Regions from separate parts of the Mus musculus genome. Here all the other regions are linked to region 1. Evidence: chromatin contacts called from public Hi-C, Micro-C and capture Hi-C data. All regions are on one chromosome and are shown on one strand. The core of a region is the stretch at or near the end of the contact, and the rest is flanking DNA. Distances in the headings are between cores, read along the strand shown.

Region 1 (2,950 bases), core at 306-2,805:
AAAAAAAAAAAAAAACCCTTCTTCAGGTAAGCTCAGGAACATATATAATACCTTGGAAAGTCCTGGTGGAACTCATATCAAAGTGGCCCAGGGATTTTACTTAAAAACAATTTGTTCCCATGTCAGCTGTGATTTCTGACACCTGAATTTGAAAGTCATCTGGGTGGGCCCAGCGCTATCCCCATAATGGGGCATGTATTGGAAAGTCCCCATACGTGTGGCCCAGGGATCATGTTCCACACACTCTTACAGGAAGGGATTTCCTCCTTGCTGTTTCCAAAGAACCTTCACTGTGTTTGCTTAAACCGGCCGCATGCCCTGGTCTGACAGCTGCCTGGCCCAGGACTTTGCTTGTAGGCGCCTGCACAACCCACCCTCTTAAACAGCAACCTGCACTGTGTCCCAGTGCAATTACTCGAATATATAAACCTTACTGAAAGGCAGTCTTTTCTCCGGAGCTAATAAATAAACCCCAAAGCCACAACGTGTGTAAGACCATGAAAAATGGCATCATTATCTATTGGGAATTGTGAACTCTGCAAAAACCAGCTCATTGTATTTTTAGAAAAAAAAAGGTTTTTGTTTAAAAAAAATAATAAAGACCTCCAAATCACTAAGCCAAGTCTACATGGGGGGAAAAGCAATCCAGTCTACCGACTGGGAGGGCAGTCTCACTGCTTCATTAATCTTTCTTTGCAGATTTTTATATAAGAGGCAGTATTTGTTGGGAAGCTAGACAGTGGTTTTTAAGAACTCCCCTGTCATCCAGGGTTCCTATCTGCAGTCGTGACCCTCTGATTGTGACCTCTGACTCAGTCGCCGTGGATGCTGAACCAGAACTCTAGGACTTTGGGGGGTGAGGTGGGAACCTCAAACAAGACTGAAAGGGGCTCCCGTTCTCTAGAATCACCTTTAGCACATATGCCAGCATTTTACAGTTAGGGAGCATTTTCCCGGTTGCTTCAAGAAAGAAGATGCTGGACTCTGGCCATAGGAACGTGGGCAGACCCAAGACTGTGGCTTCTATCCTATTCCCCAGAGTCTGGGGTTTGGTGCTCCAAAGGCTGTCCCGAACAAGTCTTAAGAGTTTAAGGTGTCATATTTTATGTTAACTGATTTCATCTTCAGCCCACAGCCGATCACTGGAGCCTTTCCTTGAAGCAGTCCCAGTAGGCCACTGCGGCAGTGGTACTCGGGGTCCTGTAGAACCTTACCTCTCAGAAGAAGCAAACCTACAGGGCCCAAGAGCTAGGCAGCCTTTGTAGAATGCAAAAATACAACAGAGGGCGCCGAAACCACTCGCGTCAGTGGCCTTGAATATCAATGTATGGGCTGTCTCTAGACTGCCAAGTTCCTTAAAACTGTTTCTGGTAGCCGGGTCACTGCCACACACACCAGGTTTCGGTTTTGTCTTGTCGGAGTCACCGCAATACACAAACTGTATTTACTTGCTGGGCGAGGGGGCGGGGACCAAACCCACCGCTCAGCAGGGCGCGCACGCCTTGATCTTGCATTCCAGACTCGAGCTGATGTGTGTCAGCGCGACATGGGGCGGGGGGAGGGTTCTGTTCAGAGGTTTCATTCGCCATCTGCAAGTCACTCCCAAACTTTTCCTCCCAGCGCTCGGGGAGTCAGGTTGACGCGCCCTGGGTGCGGGGTGCTAGGCGCGGGGCTGGGCGCGCGCTCCCGCGGAGTCGGAGCTGCAGAGGCTTCCGAGATCGTCTTGGGCTTTTCAGGTACAAGTTGGGCTCTGGGTGACTGGGCAGGGGGTGGCGAGTAGCGGCGGGCGGAGGTTTGGCTCTGGGTCCCGGTGCCCCTCTGCGGGTTCGCCCAGGTTGGCGGGGAATGGGCGCTGGGAGTCCGGACCGCCAGGGCTGTGTGCAGCTTCACTCCCTGCGCGGAGGCTCCGGACGCGGAGGCGGCGGCGGCCCAGGCAGACAATGAACTTGGAGCGCGCCGAGCTCCGGCAGGTTTGGGCCCGCACCCCTCGGTCAGGCCTCCTCGCTACAGGCACGGTCCCCTGTAGGAGGCGTCCTTTTCGCTGCGCGGTCCTGGCCGTGCTCTAGGTGCCCAGCACGCCTGGGGACCCTGCGGGAAGGACTACCGGTGGCGGAGCCGGGGCTCACACGCCCCCTCCCTAGACAGAGCGAATGTGGTCCGAGCTCCAAGACAGAGGACCGGGTGCTGGCGTGGTGGCGCTGTGGACAGCTGGAGGCCGGCGGAGGACGCACGCCGCGGGGCACGCACCGGCTAGCTGTCCCGCAGAACCGCCCCAAGGAGTCAGAATTCGCGCGACCCTGGGTCGGCCAGGAACTGAGAGGGAAGGACGACTGATATAAGGCCAATGAATAGACAGATCGGCGATTTTCTGGAGCGAGCTCTCCACAGGCAGAGCTGGGGACCGGGATTCCCCTAGTCGTGTTCACTGCCCCTCCCCCGCACACTTTAGGGGAAGTTTCCAGGCGTAGCCTGGGGCAGGTACGTGGGCATCTGCCACTGTCTCTGGGTACCAATCGGAGCCGCCTCGGGAATCCGGGCTCTAGCCGCACTGCCGCTCTGGGTGGGAAGGCTCGTGTGGGTCTCGGGGAACAGCCCCAGGCGTCAGCGTCTGTGGGAGCAAGATTCCCGAGGAGACACCGTGGGGACAGGCCTGGGAGGAACCGAGGGATCAGTCTCAACTTTTTTTACTCGCCGCTTTTCCCATCGTCGCTGTACCCTAGTCCCCGAAGCGGCCTGACTAGGGAGTCTCAGCTGTGTCTCCCGCCAGCTGGGGAGCAGAGAGCAGAACGAGGCAGCTCTGAGCTAAGCCGTGGGGGCGGCGGTGGCGGGTGGTGATGGTGGAAGCCGAGAAGGCAGGGGCCCGGACGCGAGGAGCGACGCTGAGGATGTTGATAGCGTGCTAGTCCGTGGGGCTGTGTGCTCCAATGGAGTGGAAGCGGGCGTTGTGTCT
Region 2 (2,950 bases), core at 160-2,659, 500 kb before region 1:
AAGTTGACCTGATGAACTAGTAATTGCAGGGATAAATGGAATGTTTGCCAGCAGGAGTCACTCTAGGCCTCCCAATAAAAAAAGCTAAGTGCATTAAATTCTATTCTTACAGAGCTTGGAGGCTAAGGTGGTAGTGCTGTGATCAGGTGGCTTTTGGGAAGTGACCGTAAGTGTATTATAGTAGCCTCTGCTTTGCCCATGTGCCTGCCTTCTTTTGACAGAACATGTGGTTCTTATTCCTTTAAAAAAAAAAAAAACATAGCCCTTAACATGTTTCTTAAAAGGAAGTAATGTATTATGGATATTAGCATCTTTGTAGTCTGTGTATTAGCACACTTGGCCTTCTTAGAGTGATTTGATTATGTTCGAATCATCTCTCTGAGGTGAACACACATCCTTCCTTCTGATGAGCATCTTCATCTTATGGCAGAGTCTCTGAAATGAGCTGTAGTTAGTGTGAAATATGTTAGCTTATGCCTTTCTGAAAAGAATAGGTCCAGTGTGGTCACAAACTGAAATATTTCAGCAATAGCCATGAAATCTAATAGTTTCCCAAGTGCACACAAACTCAAAAAGTTAATTGTTCATTTATGTTTGATACTAGGATTGCAACATTGGATTAAAACCAATTAAATGTTCCTCGAAGCAACAGAAAAAGTTTCCTGATTTATGAATAGAACCATTCAAACGGTGCAGACACAATCCATGTAAAGTAATGAGGTGTTTTGTTTTTTTGGCAAAGGGGAACGCAAAACAGGCATAGAGTCTTAAAAAAAACTCTTAAAAATCTTTTTGGATAAGGTTAATAACACACATCAGCAGGAAGGAGTGATGGGAAATCTAGGACTTCATTTCACAAGGAACGTTATCCCCTCCCCCCCCAGGTGAGCTGCACAATGAAAATACTCTGCTTATTCTATCAGGGTTACATTCCTGCACTTGAGTCAACATCCTAAGTTACAGAACTAAACATGCCCTGCCTCTGCTTAGCAACCGCAAATCCTTCCTTCCCCAGTTGCATGTATTTTGGATGTGGCATCTGAAGTACAAATTCCTCAAATTCGATTGCACCCAGAGTCAGGAACAGTGCTTTATTATCCTAAAGTGTGACCGCACCAGAGTCCGTGCCACCTCCCTTTGCGGTCTTGTTCGCCACAGATTCTTTTAAACTGCTAAGCCAAACCCGGAAGCTGGCCATCTGAAGCCCACGAGGCCTGAGTTTCAATCCTGACTTGTGCGGTGCTACTTCCCTGAGCCCCGGCATCCAGGCGTGAGAGGTGCGTGGTGCGGGTTCACTGGACACCCGGCCACACTGACGGAGGCGCGCCGTGGACCCCCCCCCCTCTCCCCGCCCACCGGCGGCTGCGCGCACTGCACCTCGTAGCGGCACGCCGGGCGCCCCGGCCGCGACGCCGCCCGCACAGCGCCACCGAGTTCACGCAGCCGCGGTCGAGCTGCCCGGCGGCAGCAGTGGGCATTGGCGGCCTGGCCGAGGTCGGTTAAAGGGACGAGTTGCAAACAGTTCAGGAAGTGACAAGTCGATTTCCTCCTCCCCGGGAGTCGCTCGGTACAAAGCGCTCGGCGCCGGCCGGAGAGCGTGCGCACGGCGGACGCGGGCGTGCAGCCCGGACGACTTGGCGAGCGCTTGCAGTGACGGCCCGCGTCCGGCGCGCACAGTAAGCGACCCGGCCGGGCAACCGCGCCAGGGGGCTGGTCCGGAGTGGGGTCGGTGCGAGCTCCCCGGCGGCGGCGGCGGCGGGGGAAGTTGGGCTCGCGTGCGCTGCGCTCGCTCTTTCCTTCCTTAATGCTGCTGGCTTTCTTTCTCCCTGTCTCCTTGTTATACGGCGGATCCGGTGGTTTCTACCGGCGCCGACTCTTGCTCGCCCTGGTGCAGGCGTGAGACTTGTCAGCGCGCTGGCGGGGGACGAGCAAACCTAGCGCTGCCGAAAAGTCTGCGCTCCGCCGACCCAGCGGACGGCCGCGGAGACGGCTGCGTCCCGAGCAGCCTCCTCCTTTGAGGCTCAACTTGAGCCCTGGCTTGTGGCAGCAGCGAAGGCGCTGAGCCCCGAAGTTCCGCATCGTTTGCAGACAACTCTTTTGTTCACGGAAGTTTACACCCGCCACCCCTGGGATGCGGGCGCGCAGGGACGACTCCAAGGCTACACGACTGACCCGCGCGGTGTCGATGGGGGTGAGAGGGCGCTCTGCCTAGGGAGGGGGAAGCAGGCGGCGTGGCCGAGGCCAGGGCTTGAGGAGTGGGGGGTCGCCTGTGCCGGCGTGGTTTTTGCACATGGCGAAGAGGGCCGTCCGTCACAGGATACTAGCCTAGTCACATTTTTTTTTTTTTCTTTCTGCCAATCCTTGGTTTGCTAGCCGGTGGGAGTCAGGTTGCCAGCTAGGGGTTTCACTTGGTGGAACCGGGACCAAAGAGACTTGGAAACCCAGAATCCGAAGAGGGTGATTTGAGTTGACCCAAGTGTTTTCTCGACCCCCCCTCCCGCCCCCACATACACAAGCTCCTCTTCTACCCTCAGACTAGGGGAACAGTGCTTGCGGGTGAGTGGGACAAGGGCCTGGAATTGCGTGGGCAGGCTTGTTCTGGACCCTCGCCTTTGGACGCCCCCTGATGCTCCTGACCGCCGGGTTCGTTAACACGTACTGTACTTAGTACCATGGCGAACAAAGAAAAGCTCTTTGCAGCATTTGGTGAATGGGATTCTGCCTCCTATAGGCCACACTCTTGAGTTTTCCATACGGTAAAATTGGGACTCTGGTGTTGGGAAAGTGGCCCCCGTCGTGGGTTGCATTCAGGTCCTGGCCCCATTTGTGCTGCCGCTGCCGCCTCTGCCGCCTCGGTACTTGTCTCGCAGGAGTTGGTACAGATGGAGCTAGGCTGGTGGTGGTTCAACAGGAACAAATGTTTGTTGAATTATTGGACGGTGGAGAAAGG
Region 3 (2,950 bases), core at 252-2,751, 350 kb after region 1:
GGACTCATGCGAGGAGATCCAGGTGGCACCACACCCAGGACTGCAAAGACCCAGAGGAATAACACCCACCATTTGAAGAGTTCTTAAGGGTTTTCCAATCCTCTAGATACCCCTCTCAGATCCAAACCACTTTCAAGCTTCGAAAAGTGAACAGAGTTCACTGCCCAGAGTATAAGGGTAACAAGATGTTCTGGCTGGGGTTTCAGTCCCATGTTTCAGAAAGTGAAGCTCTAGGCACCCGTTTAAACAGGATCTGCTATTCCACCCGTGCTTAATGCCATTGATGCAGAAAGGGGATCTCCCGGGATGCTGGGACCTTCCTAACTCAATACCAAGTGCTCAGAGTCTTGGGTCAGGGCACTCACCTGGGGTGTATGTCCACCAACAGCACAAGCGTCTGCATGGTGATCACGTCGATGCGCTTGCAGTGGAAGCGGGCCACCTTGAGCACCTTGAGGTACGTGAAGCAGAGCACGATGAAGGAGAGCAGGAAGCTGAGCGCATGGAAGGCGCTGGTGAAGACAGCAAAGCGCAGGCGCTCGTCCGGCCGCCGGCTGCACAGTGTGCACGAGGCATATAGCTGGTGGAAGCCGAGCCAGGACAGGGCGAGCGCGGTGGCCGGGAAGGTGAGCGCGTGCAGCCACGTGTAGGCCACCATGAAGGCGGCATCTCGGAGGCGCATCTTGGCACGGTAGCTCAGCGGAAAGACCACAGCCACCCAGCGGTCGATGCTGAGCGCGGCCATGCTGAGCATGGAGTTGGCGGCCAGAAAGGTGTCGAGGAAGGCGGCCAGGCGGCACAGGCGGTCCCCGGCCGGCTGCCGTTGTGCCACGACGCCGGCCAGTGTTAGTGGCATGTTGACCACGGTACACAGCAGGTTGCCACACGTGAGGTTGAGAGTGAAGAGCGCCGGCGCCTGGCGGCGGATGTCAGCGCTGTGCAGGAGGCAGAGCAGCACCAGCCCGTTGGACAGCAGCGACACGCCGATAGTGCCCACCAGCAGCCCCGCCAGGCCCGCGTCCCACGAGTTCATGGTGCGCGCCCGCCGCTGGCGCTCAGGGCCCGCAACCCCGCGCCGCCATGGCGCAGCCTGCTGTCGACTCAGCCCCTAGGCGACACGGCAGCCCAGCGACCCCTGGCCCTTGTCGCCATGGCTACCCAGAGGGCATCCACCAACCCAGAAGCCCGCGCCACCCCCTGGGCCAGCACCTAGGCACGCAGCCTCCCGGAGCCCCGCGCCACCTCCCAGGCGAGCACCTGGGCACGGAACCACTCGGAGTCTGGGGTCACCTCACCGGCGATCACCTAGGCGAGTGTTCACTCCCAGTCCCGCACCACCTCTTGGCCTGTGCTCCTCTGACCTCCTGAAGTGCCCTGGAATCCGGGGTCGCAGTCTCCTGTGGTCACTGGCTTTGCGTCTGCCTGCACCCGCCCTTACTGGGTCCCTCTCAGCTCTGGCTCTGCTCCGCACACCCTTCTGCTTTGTGGCTTTCTCTCTGTCTCCCTCTCTCTGCCTCTGTGCTCAGTCTCCTGTGTGCTCTCACTTTCTGCCCCCTCCCCCTTCTGTCTCTCCCACCTCCAATTTTCTCCTCCCTTTCTTTCTCCTTTCTCTCTTTTTTCTCTTAGGAAACTGGCTGCTTCTGAGAAGGAAATCCCACCGATTCTCTCTCTCTCTCTCTCTCTCTCTCTCTCTCTCTCTCTCACACACACACACACACACACACACATACACACACACACACACTTGGAGGGAAGGAGCCCTACCGGCTCCCTTGCAGAATGGCTGGCTCCCAGTGGCTCCCCTCCTCCCCTTCCTTTCTATCCTCCCCTATATGAGCTGGAGACAGGCTGAGTCAAGAAATCTAGGAAAAGGGAAGAATGTCTGGGCACCCTCATGTCCCAGTGCTGCTTGTCCCTGCCTAGGTGACCAGACCTTGACCCAGTCCACCTGCCCCATAGCTGCCCAGCATCTAGGATTGCTGCTGTTATCTAAGATGAACTGGGGAGCTTGGCTAGGCTTCTGCTGAGCTGGGATAGAATTCACAGTTCTGTCTTGCATTATGGCCAGAGATCTCCTGAGATCTCCCCTCATCTATCTGCAGGCAGTTGCTGTACTGCTGGACACTGAGTCTCCAGAGCTTCGTCTCTTCACTCTCTAGTCATTCAGCTACACTCTCAGATATGGTGCAAGGTCACTTGAGGCTCACCGGGACATCCCTTGGGCATGCCATCAGTCAAGAACACACTCTGTCCATGGTCATCAGAAGTAGTCCTGGTGTAGCTGGTTCTGGACACTCATTGTGTCCTGGGCCAGCTGCTGTCCTGTCCATTCTGGGTGTGGCGAGCCAGCGAGTATAAGCTTATTAGGCATGTGGATGAACTGTTCAGAGAATGGGAGGATAGCGGATGTCTCTGTTTGATCCAGATCATCAGAGTTTGGGACATAAAGGGTCTCAGCCTCCCCTCAGGTAAACATGTGGGAACTGTGTCTCTTCTATCCCTAGTCCAGACTCCGTAGTTTCAAAGGTGCTTGGTGGACAGACAGGTGACAACTTTCAGAGCTTCCTCAGTCTCTTGCCTTTCTATGGGATGCTACCTCCTCCAGTGACCACCTACACTGTATTTCAGAGCCTGGTGAGATGGCCAGTGATGACTGTACATAGCCAGACCTCAGTCTGAAAGAAACCAAATATAGACAGTTTCCCTAAGGGAGCTGTTGTGTCTCCCCCATCACACTAATTATCTTCCCTCACATAGATTCAAGGATGGAGGGGGTTAATCTAAAGCACCTGCAAGTCAGAGAGAACAATGGCCTTTCTCTTCTACACCTTGACAGATGCTAAGCACCACTATAATGAATATACCCAAGAGTGCCCAGGACAGGACCACTTCTTACCAGCTTCCAAGGGTGCCTGGGAACCCTTCTGCAACCCCCCTTAAGAGGCAGCAC
Region 4 (2,950 bases), core at 248-2,747, 290 kb before region 1:
CTATCCCGGGGCTTATATGCTTTGGCACTATCTTCACGTATACTCATCTATGGTGAGTGACTCAGTTTATTCATTTGAGCACAAACTATGGTCTACCTTCCTTCCAATGAGATCCTCATAACGTCCTGGCTGCTTACATCGTCCAGTGTCTGTCCCGCTACACTCTAAGAGGGGCCTCCACAGAATTAACTGCTCATATCCAAGGCTCAGTGAAACAAAGCCAGCCTTAAGTTCTGGAGTTAGTGGAGACAATGTAGAAGCCAGAAAGACATGTAAACTGGACTTTCACCCACCCAGAAGGTCTAGGTGTTTCCTAGGACTAGCTGTCCCATACCAGTCCCTTTCACTGTGCTACAAAACATAGTCTGTGTCCTTGTTACACCATCAGTGCCACCCCTCTTGCTCAAGTGTTCTCTCTCTCCACAACCATACGCGCGCGCGCACGCACACACACGCACACACACACACACACAAACAGATAAGTAGGGGAGGGCCTCTCGGGATCAAAGGACTTACTTAACTGCAAATAAGTAAATAGTGCTAGTTAGGTCAGGGTACCCCAGAGAGTGATATTGAGAGAATAATGCTAAACAATGAGCAGCCTCCAACTGCTCATCCACATTACACAAAGCTATCTGCGGACCAAAGACAAATAGCCCAGGTTTAATGCCAATTGTGGTCTCTGACAGCATTCTGCATTGGCAAGGTGTAATGAGCCAGACCCCTTGTCCTCCTCAAATCAAAACCAATACAAGAGAATTAGATGGCTAGCCATGTATATGATTTAAAGTTTTCTAAGAGAAACAGGTGGATCATTTGAATAGTTTACTTAGCCTAGTATATTAAAAATAGTCACTTAAACGTGTAAGCAACATCAAGAAATATTTTAAAGTAACTTTTCCATTTATTTACTTTTAAGATGGAGGACATGCATGGAGGGCAGAGAGAGGCAACTTACGGTAGCCACCGTTCTTATTCTACCATGTGGGTCCCAAGAATTGAACTCAGGTGTCACACACAACTGGCAATGAGTGTCTTTACCCATGGAGCCATCTCCCCGGCCTAACAGGTTGCAATATTAATGAGATAGTCTACACTTTTTGAATCTGTATTTTACTTGCAAGTTAACCAACTGCTTCCAAAACACAGCTTCAACCCATAAATGCCTAGGACCAACCCAACCTTCCCCCGACAAGGTTCCTAGCCAGCCTGAGGGGTGGAGCTAGCACTCGAGAAGGCGGAGCTAGCGCGAACGCCCCGCCCCCGGTAGTTGACACAGCCGGGAACCCCCTGCATTGAGCTCACTAACCTCGCCACTGCCTCCACAGAGCCTGCGATAGCGGTTGCACCGCTTGCGCTGCTATCACATAGCACCCCGGAGATGTCAAGCAGCACTCCCCGCACGCCCGTCAGCCGCTCAGCCCATGCGGCCATCGTGTCCAGCTATAAATCCGAACTCGGCGTCGCCGCTGCTTTTATCCCGCAGCCACGCCTCCCGCGCGGGGTTGCCTGGGAAATGTAATCCGCGGCGGGCGGGCCGGGAGCAAACTGGGAACCACGTGGACCAGCCTGACGCTTGACTATCAGGAAAAGCAGTGAACGCATCCTGCGGAAGGAGTTCAAACCCCTAAGAGTCAGGACATGACAACTTGAAATGAAAAGTGAAACAGTCCAGGAGGGATGGCTCTCACCTGTAATCCCCAGCAGGGCTGAGAGTGTGAAGCCAAGATGCCACAAGGGGGTAAAGGTGTTTGGCACAAAACTTAACTTTAATTCTATTCCCAGGACCCATACAATAGCAGGAGAAAACCTATTCCTGACATTGTCCCCAGATCTCCCCACGAGTGCATGCACACACACGTATACTAATTAAATAAATGAAATTTTAAGTGTTGGAGACATCCTAGCCTCAGTAGTGAGGTTCTGTCTCAAAAATGGAAGAGAGAGGGAGAGATCTTGCAGGCGGTTAGATGGCACCATCCAATTCCTTGGAAACACACTAAAGGAACGTGTGCAAACAGAATGACTGCGGTGTAAATAAATGATAATGCCAAGACAAGCTGAAGAAAATTAATGTAGAGGATACAGGTTGCATATCAGAGATGCTGAAAGAAATGTGCTGAAAGAAAGATCAGCCAGGGGAGGTGGCAGAAGCAGCTGAAGCTCTCAGAGTTTGAGGTCAGCCTGTTGCGAGTTCCAGGACAGCATGGACTACACAGAGAAATCCTGTCTCAAAAAAAACAAAAAAACAAAACAAAACAAAAAGAGGGGAAGGGGATTGGAGAGAGAAGGGGGAGGGAGGGGGAAGACAGGGGGGAGAGGGACAGAAAGGGAGAAGGAGAGAGAGAGAGAGACTCCCGCTAACTACCTTGGAAAACTCTTCTGTTCTAACATTATATGAAAAACACAAATTCAAAAGTTATATGCAGACAACAGCCTTGCAAAAATAAAGAGCATGGTAATATGAGTAGAAAAAAACACCAAATTTTATGTGTCTCGGGAGGCCAGAAGAGGGTGTTGATCCCTGAAACAAGAATTATATATAGACCCTGATGATTAATGATGTGGGTGCTGGGACTGAACTCTGGTCCATCTGAAAGACCATCCAGTGCTCTTAACCACTGAGCCACCTCTCCAGCACCCAGAATGTTAGAACTTTAACGCATTTCAACAAAGTGTGCATTATTCTTTTGATGAGCTTACCAGAGGAGCTGCTCGCAAGAGAAATAAAAGGTATAATGTCTACCCTGAGTGGGTTTACTGTGCTAGAGATCAATATTATACAGAGAGACTGAAGAAGCTGCTCTAACTTGAGAAAGTTTGCTTACATCGGGCAAGAAAGAGCTTACAGATTTGGGGGTTAGGAAGTGAAGGCTGGAGAATCAGGCTGGAGTCCTGCATAACCAGGAGTTATGTGTCTATAAATCCAATAATCACTGAAGGAAAACCC

The links. A called contact is a pair of places that touch in the nucleus more often than the background predicts. Capture Hi-C pulls out chosen DNA fragments and counts their contacts.
Region 2: a contact with region 1 is called in a Micro-C map of embryonic stem cells, with 4 times the contacts expected there. The contact joins the promoter of Fam53b here to the promoter of Chst15 in region 1. A contact is called at or near these places in 1 of 39 promoter capture datasets (embryonic stem cells), 4 of 484 Hi-C or Micro-C datasets (embryonic stem cells and hematopoietic stem and progenitor cells) and 2 of 115 datasets of contacts at active chromatin or transcription factors (extraembryonic endoderm stem cells and memory CD8 T cells).
Region 3: a contact with region 1 is called in a Hi-C map of cortical neurons, with 2.0 times the contacts expected there. The contact joins the promoter of Gpr26 here to the promoter of Chst15 in region 1. A contact is called at or near these places in 1 of 39 promoter capture datasets (hippocampal neurons), 1 of 484 Hi-C or Micro-C datasets (cortical neurons) and 1 of 115 datasets of contacts at active chromatin or transcription factors (embryonic stem cells).
Region 4: a capture Hi-C map of embryonic stem cells shows a contact between it and region 1, with 2.5 times the contacts expected there. The contact joins the promoter of Lhpp here to the promoter of Chst15 in region 1. A contact is called at or near these places in 2 of 39 promoter capture datasets (both in embryonic stem cells), 3 of 484 Hi-C or Micro-C datasets (all in embryonic stem cells), 5 of 115 datasets of contacts at active chromatin or transcription factors (embryonic stem cells, extraembryonic endoderm stem cells and memory CD8 T cells) and 3 of 9 other capture datasets (adipose tissue, embryonic stem cells and liver).

Annotation. Positions count from the first base shown.
Region 1 is chr7:132,315,833-132,318,782 of GRCm38.p6, reverse strand. Chst15 (carbohydrate sulfotransferase 15) reads left to right here and starts at 1,555. Exons shown (of 8, transcript NM_029935.6): 1 at 1,555-1,736. It overlaps Gm10584 (predicted gene 10584), which reads right to left. Exons shown (of 1, transcript NR_028578.1): 1 at 492-2,950.
Region 2 is chr7:132,812,307-132,815,256 of GRCm38.p6, reverse strand. Fam53b (family with sequence similarity 53, member B) reads left to right here and starts at 1,409. Exons shown (of 5, transcript NM_001381858.1): 1 at 1,409-1,676.
Region 3 is chr7:131,965,011-131,967,960 of GRCm38.p6, reverse strand. It overlaps Gpr26 (G protein-coupled receptor 26), which reads right to left and starts at 1,501. Exons shown (of 3, transcript NM_173410.3): 1 at 366-1,501. The coding sequence starts at 1,033.
Region 4 is chr7:132,609,190-132,612,139 of GRCm38.p6, reverse strand. Lhpp (phospholysine phosphohistidine inorganic pyrophosphate phosphatase) reads right to left here and starts at 1,497. Exons shown (of 7, transcript NM_029609.1): 1 at 1,310-1,497. The coding sequence starts at 1,434.